Linked DNA regions of Mus musculus: region 1 is linked to region 2. The links are chromatin contacts, called in public HiChIP or PLAC-seq maps. All regions are on one chromosome and are shown on one strand. Each heading gives the region's core, a stretch centred on a gene start, on an enhancer-like site or on the middle of the called end of the contact. The rest is flanking DNA. Distances are from core to core; before and after follow the strand shown. Region 1 holds the start of Rabif (RAB interacting factor). Region 2 overlaps Adipor1 (adiponectin receptor 1).

Region 1 (5,702 bases), core at 1,665-4,164, 62 kb after region 2:
CACTGAAGCCACCACTGAACAGTTACAGAAAACCAGGAAATAAAATTCATTGATTTTTTTAAAAATTTGCATAGCTTTACATGAAAAAAATATGTTCATAAACAGAATTCCATTCATTTGCTCTTTCCTCTTTAAAAAAAAAAAGTATGTGACTATGTTGCAGGAAATATTAAAAAACGAATTGGCATGTTCCTGCCCCAGTGGCCTGGTTGGCCCCGCACTGGAGGGCAATGGTTGACCTGTTGTTATCTCATGAAGACTCTCTGCCTCAGGGCTCCAAAATCTCTCCACCCAGCTCGCTAGGTTCTCACTGGCAGGTCACTACCACACTAACTCCATGCTTCAAATCCCCCACGGCCTTCGTGGTACACCCTGGGCAAACCCATGCTTTGCCGCCATACCTTTCTCTCTTGAACCCAGACGAGCTGCCCTCTGAACAAACTTAGTTCAGAAACGATGGTAATTCAGTCACTGGGCACAACAACTAAAATCCTAACCTTGTAAGCCTTATTAAACCTAAATTCTCTGGTGGCGAAACCTGACGCATGCTCCATTAAAACCGGGAGACACTTGTAGCTGCGTCCTGTCCTCATGCTATCCCCATCCAAAAAAGCCTAACTCTCTCCTGCTTCCTCTCTTCCTCTGTCCAACACGGAAGTCCCACTTACTCGCCCAGTGATTGGCTCCTTTATTCGTTAGGTGATGGTTCACAAGAAGTCACCTGAGTACATGACTCATTCCTCATTTGCATCGAGCAAGTGCTTCCCGGAAGAGTGGAATTAGCATCAAAATACAAGCAACAGCATGAATGTGTATGTCTATGTAACCTGTACACCCAGTTGTAGGGCCTATGGAGGCCTTTGGAAGGGCAGTGTCTGCTCTTAACTACTGAGCTGTCCTTAAGCATCCCCTTTGTGTGGTAGAGGCAGAGGATAGCCTCAAGTATTGTTCCTCAGATACTATCCACCTCGTTTTTTCCTTGTTTTAATTTAGTATGAGGGTAGCTGTGTGTGTGTAGTCAGGACAATTCAGTAGAGTCAACTCTCAGACTTTTATGCAGGTTCCAGGGATCTGACTGCAGTTGCCAGGCTTGCGTATGCCATTGAGTCCCCAAAATTTCTAAATTTTGTCTCTGCCCATCACTAGGATTACACGCTAGTGCCACCATGACTGAATTGTTCTCATGCTTGTAAAGCAAGCTGTTCACAGAACTCAAGATCAATCAGTTTCCTAGCCCTGGGAAACTTTATTTGTATGATCATCATCTGAGTTCTACACAGTTCTGTCATAGTTAAATCCATTCCCTTATGACGTAAAGTAACTGATGTCCTAACCTTTACACTTTTCCACCACTGTCTACTTTATCAGCAGCTCTTTCTGAAATTCAGATGTGGTTACCACAGTGCTTAATATAGAGCCAATTATTGGCAAATATTGATGTGTTTCTGTCCCCAAGCTCCATAGATTTCCATATCTTGTACTGTAAAGTTCAGTTTCCTTAACATGCATCAGATCCGTGGTGTTGAGGGGGCATATTCTACCATTCCGATCTCATTAGTACAGTCTCTCTCTACGCAGAAATATGCTTTAGTCGCTGGTTTACAAACCATTCTTAAGTTTGATCCCTTTTTTTGTTTGTTTGGTTTTTGTTTTTGTTTTTTTCAAGACAGGGTTTCTCTGTGTAGCCCTGGCTGTCCTGGAACTAACTCTGTAGACCAGGCTGGCCTCGAACTCAGAAATTTGCCTGCCTCTGCCTCCCAAGTGCTGGGATTAAAGGCTGTGCCACCATTGCCCAGCTTTAAATTTGATCCTTTTCTAGTGTACCCTGTGTCTAAAATCTTTCATTCCTGACAACCAAATGGTTAATTAAAATGATACCTACGGGGCCTGGAGAGATGAGTCATGGTTGAGTGCCAGCTGATGACTGTTCTTTCAGAGGATCTGGGCTGGGTTCCTGGCACCCATGTGGAAGGTTACAACAGTCAGTAACTCCAGTTCCAGACATCTTGTGCCCTCTTCTGGTCTCCACAGGCGCAAACACAATGCACTTACATGTAAGCCAAACACTTATAAAAAATATCTTTAAATAAATAAGTGGGTGTGCAGTGGTTGTGCATGCCTTTAATCCCAGCTAAGGTGGCCAGATCTGTCTGAGAACAACCAGGGCTACACAGAGCAACCCTGCCTTGAAAAACAAATACAGAGATAAAAGACCCAACATCCTAGACAGCTGTTTCCTAATCCATTTCTGAAATTGTTCTATTATATTTGAGTCTATGACCTTCTCAGGTTACTATTCTCACATACACAATGTCCATCATCATGTAATGTGGGACTAACAGGGGAGCAAGACTGCATTCTAGAACAGTAAGGTGGCTTAATTCCCTCGTTCTGATGTCCTATACACATTGCAAACCTTAGCCTTCTTCCTGTATTATGCCCGAGGGCATACCCTCTAAGGAAATGACGTTTTCAAAATTACTATAAGCAACGCTTTGCTACCTAATAAATGGCCACTATTAGTCTAGGCTTAATATTATCACACTTTTCGCAACACTAAATGTACTAAGCATTATACATACTTCTTACATAGAAAGCAATTGTTTTGTATCTAAATCTTGCTGAGGTGTGACCTGACCCGAATTATCGCCATCTACTCATGAGGCAAGGGAAATATCCCAAGAGTTAGTGGTAAGGCTAGCCATAGTGATTTGCTTAGGCCAATATTAAGGGCGCCTGGGAGACCAGGTATAGTGAAAAAGGATTGTCACAAGTAACTCCTGACACTTCCGTCCGGCAATAGAGAAAGGCGCCTGCGCAATAGAGTTCAGACGCCTGCGCAGAGGTACAGCGAGAGGCACGGGCGGGGCGCCCCCAGGGACCTGCGCCAGCGTAGTTCCGGGTGAGCCAGCTCAGATCGCGCGTGCGCCGTTGTGGCTGATGGTGTGGCGGCACGGCGATGGAACCCTGCGAGCTGCAGAACGAGCTCGTGTCAGCCGAGGGCCGGAACCGGAAGGCGGTGCTGTGCCAGCGTTGTGGCTCTCGGGTGCTGCAGCCAGGGACTGCTCTTTTCTCTCGCCGGCAGGTAGGAAAGTGCTTGATGCTGCTTAGAGTCGCGCTGTCCTGAGCGACCCAGCGGCTCCGGGTTGCTCCTGGTTCCCAGGTTTCCGGAGACCGCGCCCTTCCTTGCGCGTCTTTGCCCCTCCCCGCGTCGTGAGGCCCCGCCCACTGGCTTGGTTGGGGACTGGGACCCTCGTGTCGAGGCACAGTTGCCTGGTCCCCTAAACTGTTCTCTCTCGCAGAGTACTCCCTCAGAGGGTGTGCCTGTCCTAGGCGGCCCACCCGCCCCCAGGCTTTGGGTATCCTGCGCGAGCTAAGGGACGAACCCTAGCCCCCTGTTTCCTGGAGCTCTGGCTAACCTGCTGTACCCCGCAGGTGTATCTCCAGCCACCACTCGGTGTCGCCCCAGGGCACCTAAGAATCACTGGATTTCCTTCCCACCATAGCTTTTATCCATCTTTCAGTCCCTACTTGTCTCATTTGCTTCTCCCCAGAGGAGCTCCAGGATCAAGTTTGGTGGAGAGAATTCACACCGAGTGACTGCTAGTACCCAACTTTTCTAAGTCCCCCGAGATACAATTCCCAGGACGAGGCATTTCGAATAGATTTCGAAGGTTAACCATTCTTTTCTTGCAGTTAGGACTTTTTCATGTAGGATTTTGTGTGTGTGTGTGTGTGTGTGTGTGTGTGAAAGGTTTATAAAGTTAAATTTTAATTAAAGTGAAAGAGAAAGCACACTCCTGATGATAAGAGGTAATCTGGAATCTGAATCCTAAGGGTCCCCCACCCCCGTGTGTGTGTGTGTGTGTGTGTGTGTGTGTGTGTGTGTGTGTGTGTGTGTATGTGTGTTTAAGTTGTTTGTTTGTTTGACAGGGTCTCCCTATGTAGCCTTGGCTGGCTTGGAACTTGCTCTGTAGACCCAGCTGGCCTCTAACTTAAGAGGTCCACCTGGACTCCCCACTGCTAGGGATTAAAGGTATGAGCCGCGTATGGTAGGGTTTTAAAATAAGTGTCTTAAACCACCATCACCCCAATGAGAAAACTGAAAGAAAAAAAAAGTTTCTGAGCCCTTTTTTTTAAGTGTAACATGCGATCCTATTGGATAGTACAAACTAAATTGCTTTCAGACCCTCATTATAAATGGTTTGTAAGAAGCCACTGTTCTTTCAAGTGGTGGAGAGTCACATACAGCAGTGTCTGCTGCAAGAGCGTGTTCTGATGGCCTTGTCTGTGGAGTGGGTGGAAGTCCGTTTTAATAAGAACTACTCGGACAGGTAGTAGAGTTCTCCACTTATTTTGTAAAGTTAGTGGCCTTGCGGAGGGATGGAGCTGAGCCAGGGAACTGGATCCTGACCTGCGCACTTATTAACACCGGAAGAGCTGTTGAACCTCCATGACCTTGCGCTTGCTCCTTCTGACCAAGTTGATGAATAGGGAGATTTGGCACTGTGAGCACAGTGCCTCCTATATGGGACAGTTCTTGTTCTCGAATGGCAGCTTGCCTGCTTGTGTAAATTGACAGAAACTTAAATGTTCCCGAATGGCATGTGGTGGCCTGCGCCTATCTTAGCACTTAGGGCTGGCTACCCAGTGAGATCAAAGCTAAAAGGGGTACATAATGAGACCCTGTCTGTGAACTGAGTAACTCTTTTTTAAAAAGTCAAGACATTTCTTAAAAGAAATTTTGTAGTAGTCAGGTGTGATGGTGCACACCTTTAATCCCAGCACTCTGTGGGGTAGGCGAGCTCAGTGAGTTAGAGGCCATCCTGGTCGACATAGTAAGTTCCAGGTCAGCCAAGACTATTACACAGAGACAAACTTATCTCAAAAGACCAAAAAGAAGAAAGAAAGAAAAAAAAAGATAGTTTATAGTTACAGTTTTTGTGTCATGTGTTTTAAATAGATGTTTCATAGGAGGGAACCTGTAAGCAAATTAAACTGTATATTACAAATCATATTTTGTTTCTCAACAGAGTACCTTTACAGAGAACAAACCATTTGGAACACACATTTTTAAAACTGAATCCCTATGAAGTGTCAACATGGCTCTTTAGTCGTTCCCTGGACTGTTGAGAAATTACTGTGAGGCCAGTCTAGGCAAGCTGACACTCCGCCCTCTTAGGGATGACCTTCCAGGAGGCAGGAGGAAAGTGTCTGAGCAGTCTGGTTCTCTCTGTAGGCTGACCTCAATATAGGAAAAAATTAAAAACAAAGAGAAGATGCGAAGATGCCCTTCCAGGCCTAGAGAGTTGGCTCACTGGTTAAGAGTTCTTGAAGCACATGTCAGGTGTCTCACAGTTCTTTGTTGCTCCAGTTAGTTGGATCTAGGGGATCCAGCATCTTTTTCCACCCTCTGCAGGCACCAGACATGGGTATGATACACACATGCAGGCAAAGCGCTCATAAAGTAAAAATAAATAAATCTTTAAGATTATAAAAGCAGTTCTTGCCAGGCGGTGGAGGTGCACGCCTTTGATCCCAGCAGTTGGGAGGCAGAGGCAGGCGGATTTCTGAGTTTGAGGCCGGCCTGGTCTACAGAGTGAGTTCCAGGACAGCCAGGGCTACACAGAGAAACCCTGTCTCAAAAAAAACCAAACTTTAAAAAAAAAAAAAAAAAAAGCAGTCCTTTCACCATTTAAGAG
Region 2 (5,837 bases), core at 2,428-4,927:
TAATACAATAGCAAGCATTTATCTTCCTACATGTTGATTCACCTAGAGTCTCAAGTTTTTAGTAAACGGAGCAATGCCATCGATTACCACAAGCTTTCAGATAGCTCTTTTTCTATTTTATATGTACGTGTTTGTGGTTGCTTTGCCCATACATGAGTCTATGCACTACTTGCATGCCTGGTGCCTTCGGAGGCCAGAAGAGGATATTGGACCCCTGGAATATAGATAGCTGTGAGCTGCCATGTGGGTACTAGGACTGGAACCCAGGTCCTATCAAGAGCAGCCAGTGCTTCTAACTCCTGAGCCACCCTTCTTTTTTTGCTTGTTTGGTTTTTTGTGTTTTTGTTGTTGTTTTTTTTTTTTTTTTTTTTTTGTTTTTTAAGATAGGGTTTCTCTGTGTAGCCCTGGCTGTCCTGGAACTCACTCTGTAGACCAGGCTGGCCTTGAACTCAGCAATCTGCTTTTTGCTGCAAAGTAGAGCAGACAGTCTCTGCCCCAGTTCTGTACAGGGTGGGAACAAGAACTCAGTCCTTTGTTACATACTCATGTGTCCCTGATGCTCCAGGCAGCTGCTCTTCTCGGTATAGACTTCTATCTGTTCAGGTGGTCAGACTTGTGGTTACTTCAGTCTTTTGTGATTTGATTAAGAATTTTGTACTTGTATACTGTGTACTTTGGTTCTATGTATTCCCTCCTCCATCTGCCTTCCCTGCCTGACCCCTTCCAACCTCGTGCTGCCCATGTACACAGGGTGTGGAGCCATCACTGAAGCAGGTCAGCCTCCCAGTGGCCACACCCCTCAGAGAAAGACGACTCACTTTGCCAGTGTCCGTCAGCTGTCAGTAGCTCCTCGGAGATGGAACCTTGTGAACCTCTCCCCCAGTCCATGCTGGAATTTTGACTGGCTTGATTCTGTGCAGGTTTTTTAATGATCTTTTTAAAAAATGAATTATTTATGTGTCTTATTGTGAGATCTTCTGGAGCTGGAGTTCCAGGCAGGTGTGAGTTGCCCAGCCTGGGTGCTGGGAAGTCTCTGGAAGAGCGGCAAACACCACAGCACCAAGCTGTCTCTTCATCTCTTTCTATGATCTTAATGGGAATCTACTCTTCTGGCTTTGGAGCCACACTAGGTCTTGGCTTGGGTCTATACCAAGTTGGCCATCAGATGATTTTTAACACATTTAAAAAAAAAAGATATTTATTTATTTATTTATTTATTTATTTATTTATTTTTGGTGTGCTTGTTGTCTGTTTTTTTTTCAAATTTTGTTATGTTTCAAGAAAGAGTCTTAGTACTGGCTGACCCAGAACTCAGTATGTAGACCAGGCTGGCCTGGAACTAAGTGAGATCCACCTTCCTCTGCCGCCTGAGTTCTGGGATTAGAGGAGTACACCACTATGCTAGCTCCCTGTTTCATTTATTTTATCTGTATATGTGTGAATCTGTGTCTGTCATATATGTTCAGGTACCCAGGGAGGTCAAAAGAGGTCCTAAATACTTTTAAACATGTATAGTTCATGAGAAAGCAGTTGCTTTTCGTAAGTACATCAGTTCCAGATCCACAGCAGTGCTTTCCTGTAGCTGCTTCCTGTTGACGGTCGTGTCTGCTCTGTTCAGGAGTGTTCCTGGGACTTGGCTTGAGTGGTGTTGTACCCACCATGCACTTTACTATCGCTGAGGGCTTTGTCAAGGCCACCACGGTGGGCCAGATGGGCTGGTTCTTCCTCATGGCTGTGATGTACATCACCGGCGCCGGCCTGTATGCTGCTCGGATTCCTGAGCGCTTCTTCCCTGGAAAATTTGACATCTGGGTAAGAAATGACTCTTAGCGGGGCCTGTGATGGTGAGTGACTGGCCCGGGTCAGAGCTCTGAGTAGGTGGTGAGAGAGTTGGGTCATGAAGTATTTAAGTGTACATTGTGTCTGAAGGAAGAGGATGGGCAAGATCAGCCCTGGTGTCAGAGTTTCTTATAATGCTCTAGAACAAGTATCATTTTTATGACGTAAACAGTTTTTATGGAGAAAGCAGAAGAGGCAAATGTTTCCTCCAACTCCTCTGTCCTAAAGGTGGGTCTCTGTTTGTTCCCACAGTTCCAGTCTCATCAGATTTTCCACGTCCTGGTGGTGGCAGCAGCTTTCGTCCACTTCTATGGTGTGTCCAACCTTCAGGAATTCCGTTATGGCCTAGAAGGTGGCTGTACCGACGACTCCCTTCTCTGAGCCTCCCCACCTGAGGGGTGGAGGAGGGACTTCCCAAGTGCTTTTAAAAATAACTTCTTTGCTGAAGTATGAGGAAGAGTCTGAGTTGTCTGTTTCTAGAAGAAATCTCTTAGAGAAGTCAGTACCAGTGACATGTCAGCTCACTGTCCCAGCCTCCGTCCGGGCAGTACACTTCCCATGTGCATTCCCGGCAGTCACCTCGGCAAGGCAACTGCTGCTCCTTCACAGATAGGACGTGGGAGCTCATGTTGAGATTTTACCCATTCCTCCAGCCATTTTGGGAAAAAAAAAATTATGAACTGGGATTCTTCAGAAATTATGTTTTGTTTTTTCTTGAAGAAAATATCCCCCCCTTACCCCCGTCCTTACTTTGTAACCTGGCTGATAACGGGCCATCCATTTTTGTAGCACACTTTTCAGAAACAATTATAACCTGGTCCCATCTTTCTAGGACAAACAAAGCCACGCCTTGATGTAGCCCGGCTAATCATGGAAGTACGTCCAGGCTTCAAATAACTTGAGTTTAAATCCTTTTTTTTTTTTTTCTTGGCAGAGTAATGTAAAATTAAAATGGGGAAGATATTTAATATTTAATACTAAGCTTTAAAAAGAAACCTGCTATCACTGCTATGTATCTTGATGCAAAGACTATGGTGATAATAAAAGAAAGTATAGACAACGCTTGGCATTCAAAGAGTTAACTGTGTTGTCTCCACTGTTTGCACACAACTCCTGAGGCTCGAGGTTTCTGAGGACTCAGCTTCTACTGAGATACAAATCGGAATCATACCAGCAGTGAGACGGGTGTGGTCAGCGAATGAGCATAACTCAGTTCCTAACCTCTCATCTCTAATACAACTTAGTACCATACAGACTCCTGATTAGTGTCCCTCAGATGGTAGAGTGTGTGCCTAGCACCCACAAAGCCCTGGGTTTCGTCACCATTATCAGATAAACCAGGAATGGTAGGTCATGCCTATAACACCAATACCAAGGAGATTGGTATATACATGAGACTGTCTCAGAAAGGAAAATCACTGTGTTACCATAGTATTTTTGGTTTTTCGAGACATGGTCTCTGTGTAGCATTGGCTGTCTTAGAACTGACCCTGTAGACCAGGCTGGCCTCAAACTCTCAGAGATCCCCCTGCATCCACCTCCCAAGTGTTGGGATTAAAGGCATGTGGCACCACTGCCTAGTATAGACTATGAGAGTCTCCAGTGTTGAGGCATACCCTAGAACTTAGTTTTAGTAACACTACCTTGTTGGTGCTAGAGAATCATTCAGTTACTGCTCGCTGGAGAGAAACCAGGGAAGGCGGCATGTGATTGTGCTCTCAGAGCTGAGGGCTCAGGCAGGTAGATCACTGCTCCCTACGCAGCAAACCTGCATAGTTGACTAGTTTCAGGGAATCGGACAGTGCTTCCAGAACAATTCTTGAGTGTAACCTCCCCTCCTCGGCCTGAAATCTGGCTGATCAGGTTTGACTGTTAGTGCTAGGAGAGCATCAGGGGTGGAGCCTGCCACCCTATCGGTCTGCCACTCCCACTGCTACTGCCTGCCTTCTAGCGGTTCCGGAGCCGACTTGAGGTCACCTGAAACTGGACTCCAAGGATGATTTGGCTGGAATGGGCCCCTCCCCCTTCTTCATAACCCAGTGTCTCTGAATAGTAAAATTGAACCTTGATCAAACTGATGTCTTGGTTCCATTCTTTCCCGCGCCGCCTAGTTCCCTCTTCTCTTCCAGATTCCAAGATGCCTTCCAGGCTAGAACCCAGACATGTGGGCCACTGGCCGGCCTCAACACTTGAGGGTATTGGCCTGAATGTCTGTACTCCTTCATATACACCCACCCACCTACCTGCAGAAGCCCACCTTGTTTACTGTGATTGTCTCACCAAAGAGTAACTTACTATTTCGTGCCTTTGTGAATTATACTGAACCTGATTAAGAGGTTCAATTCATTGGGTAGTGTAAGCTGGTAGTGACTCAGCACATAAGGGGGGGGAGGGGGGGAGCCAGGAATCACACAGTGTAACTGTATAACACTATGTACAAAGTTTCAACTGAGGACAAGTGATCCTTTGAAGAAACAATTTAGCCCAGCATGGTGATACACGCCTTTAATAGCAGCCGAGCCAGAAGCAGAAAAGTCTGTGAGTTCTAGGACAGCTAAGATTACACGGACCCTGTCTCCAAAACAAAAACAGAAACAGTTCACCTAGGCCAAGAAACAAAATGTTTCTTAGTCTCAAGTGATAACCCAGGGAATAGAAATTAAAAGCAAAGGGGCAAAGGAGGGTGTGGCGGTGCATGCGTCTCACCTCCGCTCCACCAGGGCCAACACTGTGATCTGGTCTCAAGTGAAGAAGACAGAAAAGAAGAAACCGTTTCCCTCCAAGTGCATAGCATAGTTAGAGTCAGGCCTCACACTGGATGTGAACCAGGGATGGTCTTGAACTCTTGGTTCTCCTGCCTCTACCTCCTTAATCCTGGGATTACAGGCATTCACCACACCCTCTAAAAATCACACCCTATCCCAGGTGTAAGTCTCCTCTTCATCTGTCATTTATAGTCTATGAAATACATTTATTTGCTATTTGTAATATTTGAAATTATCATTATTTTCAGGACAGGGTTTCTCTGTGTACTCCTGACTCTCCTGGACTCACTTTGTAGACCAGGTTGGCCTTGAACTCGCAGAGATCCAAGTGCTGGGATTACAGGCATGCACCACCATGCCCGGCTTAATATTTTAGTCTTCTGGTCAGTTGGATTCTATAACCACAACCTCATGGGGAGTAGCCAGTTCTCATCTTAGGGAACAGCCTTTCGTGTACAGATAATTATGACAAGTGATTTCATTTGCTTATTTTACTATGATCAGATACTAGTTGGGGGAAGCAAATTTCCAGTCATTACAGAAGAAATTAGAATTGTAGTTCTAAATTTTACCCAACAAAATTATCCTTTCTCCATGTACTAAATAGTAGCGACAGAGATACAAATAGGAAACCAGAGTTGTGAGAAGTCAGGATTCTATAGATTTTGTGAACATAACATTCTATTGTCAGAGAAGAAAAGGAGGCTCCAATCTACTCTTTCATCTACTTCCCATAACACAGGTATTGTTTAGTATTTTTGTTTTCAATTCTTGTTAACTGTACTATGGGACCCCTGAGGATTCATTTCATCAGAAAACATGGGCCTTTAAAGTCTTTCAGATCATGTGTTTGTCAGGGTTGGTTAGAGTCACAGAACTTATGGAAGGTCTCTATATTGAGAGATTGAGGGAATTTATTGTAATGGCTTACACTCTCTAGTCCAACTAACCCAACAATGGGCAGCTGTGGATGGGAAGTCCAAGAATCTAGTAGTTGCTCAGTCCCTCGGGTTAGTTGTTTGAGCTGCTCTTCTGTAGAAGTAGGTTCCCACAGATGTGCTGGCTAGTAGGTGCAAGCAGGTATAGAGTGAGTCTTCCTTCTCCCAATACCCTTATGTAGGCCTCCAACAGAAGGTGTAGCCCAGATTAAAGGTGTTTACCACCACCCCTGGAATCTGAGACTTGCTTTGTCCCAGGCTGACCTTGAACTCAGAGGTCTGCTTGCCTCAGTCT

What was found. HiChIP or PLAC-seq counts read pairs in DNA pulled down with a chosen protein or histone mark.
Region 1: an H3K27ac HiChIP or PLAC-seq map of embryonic stem cells shows a contact between it and region 2, with 17 read pairs. The contact joins the promoter of Rabif here to the enhancer-like site in region 2. A contact is called at or near these places in 17 of 39 promoter capture datasets (the 3T3-L1 cell line, 3T3-L1-derived adipocytes, the C10 cell line and 12 more), 3 of 484 Hi-C or Micro-C datasets (embryonic stem cells, peritoneal macrophages and trophoblast stem cells), 6 of 115 datasets of contacts at active chromatin or transcription factors (the 230-238 cell line, the HPC-7 cell line, bone marrow-derived dendritic cells and 1 more) and 3 of 9 other capture datasets (adipose tissue, liver and pancreatic islet).

The regions. Positions count from the first base shown.
Region 1 is chr1:134,491,725-134,497,426 of GRCm38.p6, forward strand. Rabif (RAB interacting factor) reads left to right here and starts at 2,915. Exons shown (of 2, transcript NM_145510.2): 1 at 2,915-3,085. The coding sequence starts at 2,960.
Region 2 is chr1:134,429,439-134,435,275 of GRCm38.p6, forward strand. It overlaps Adipor1 (adiponectin receptor 1), which reads left to right. Exons shown (of 8, transcript NM_028320.4): 7 at 1,619-1,812; 8 at 2,092-3,913. The coding sequence ends at 2,220. Among named protein-coding and RNA genes, the nearest start is that of Adipor1, 17 kb to the left of the region's middle. Within about 2 kb of position 3,678, at least 16 of the 459 cell types and tissues checked have an H3K27ac peak or open chromatin away from gene starts, as enhancers often do. A contact at or near this core is called in embryonic stem cells, where this site is marked.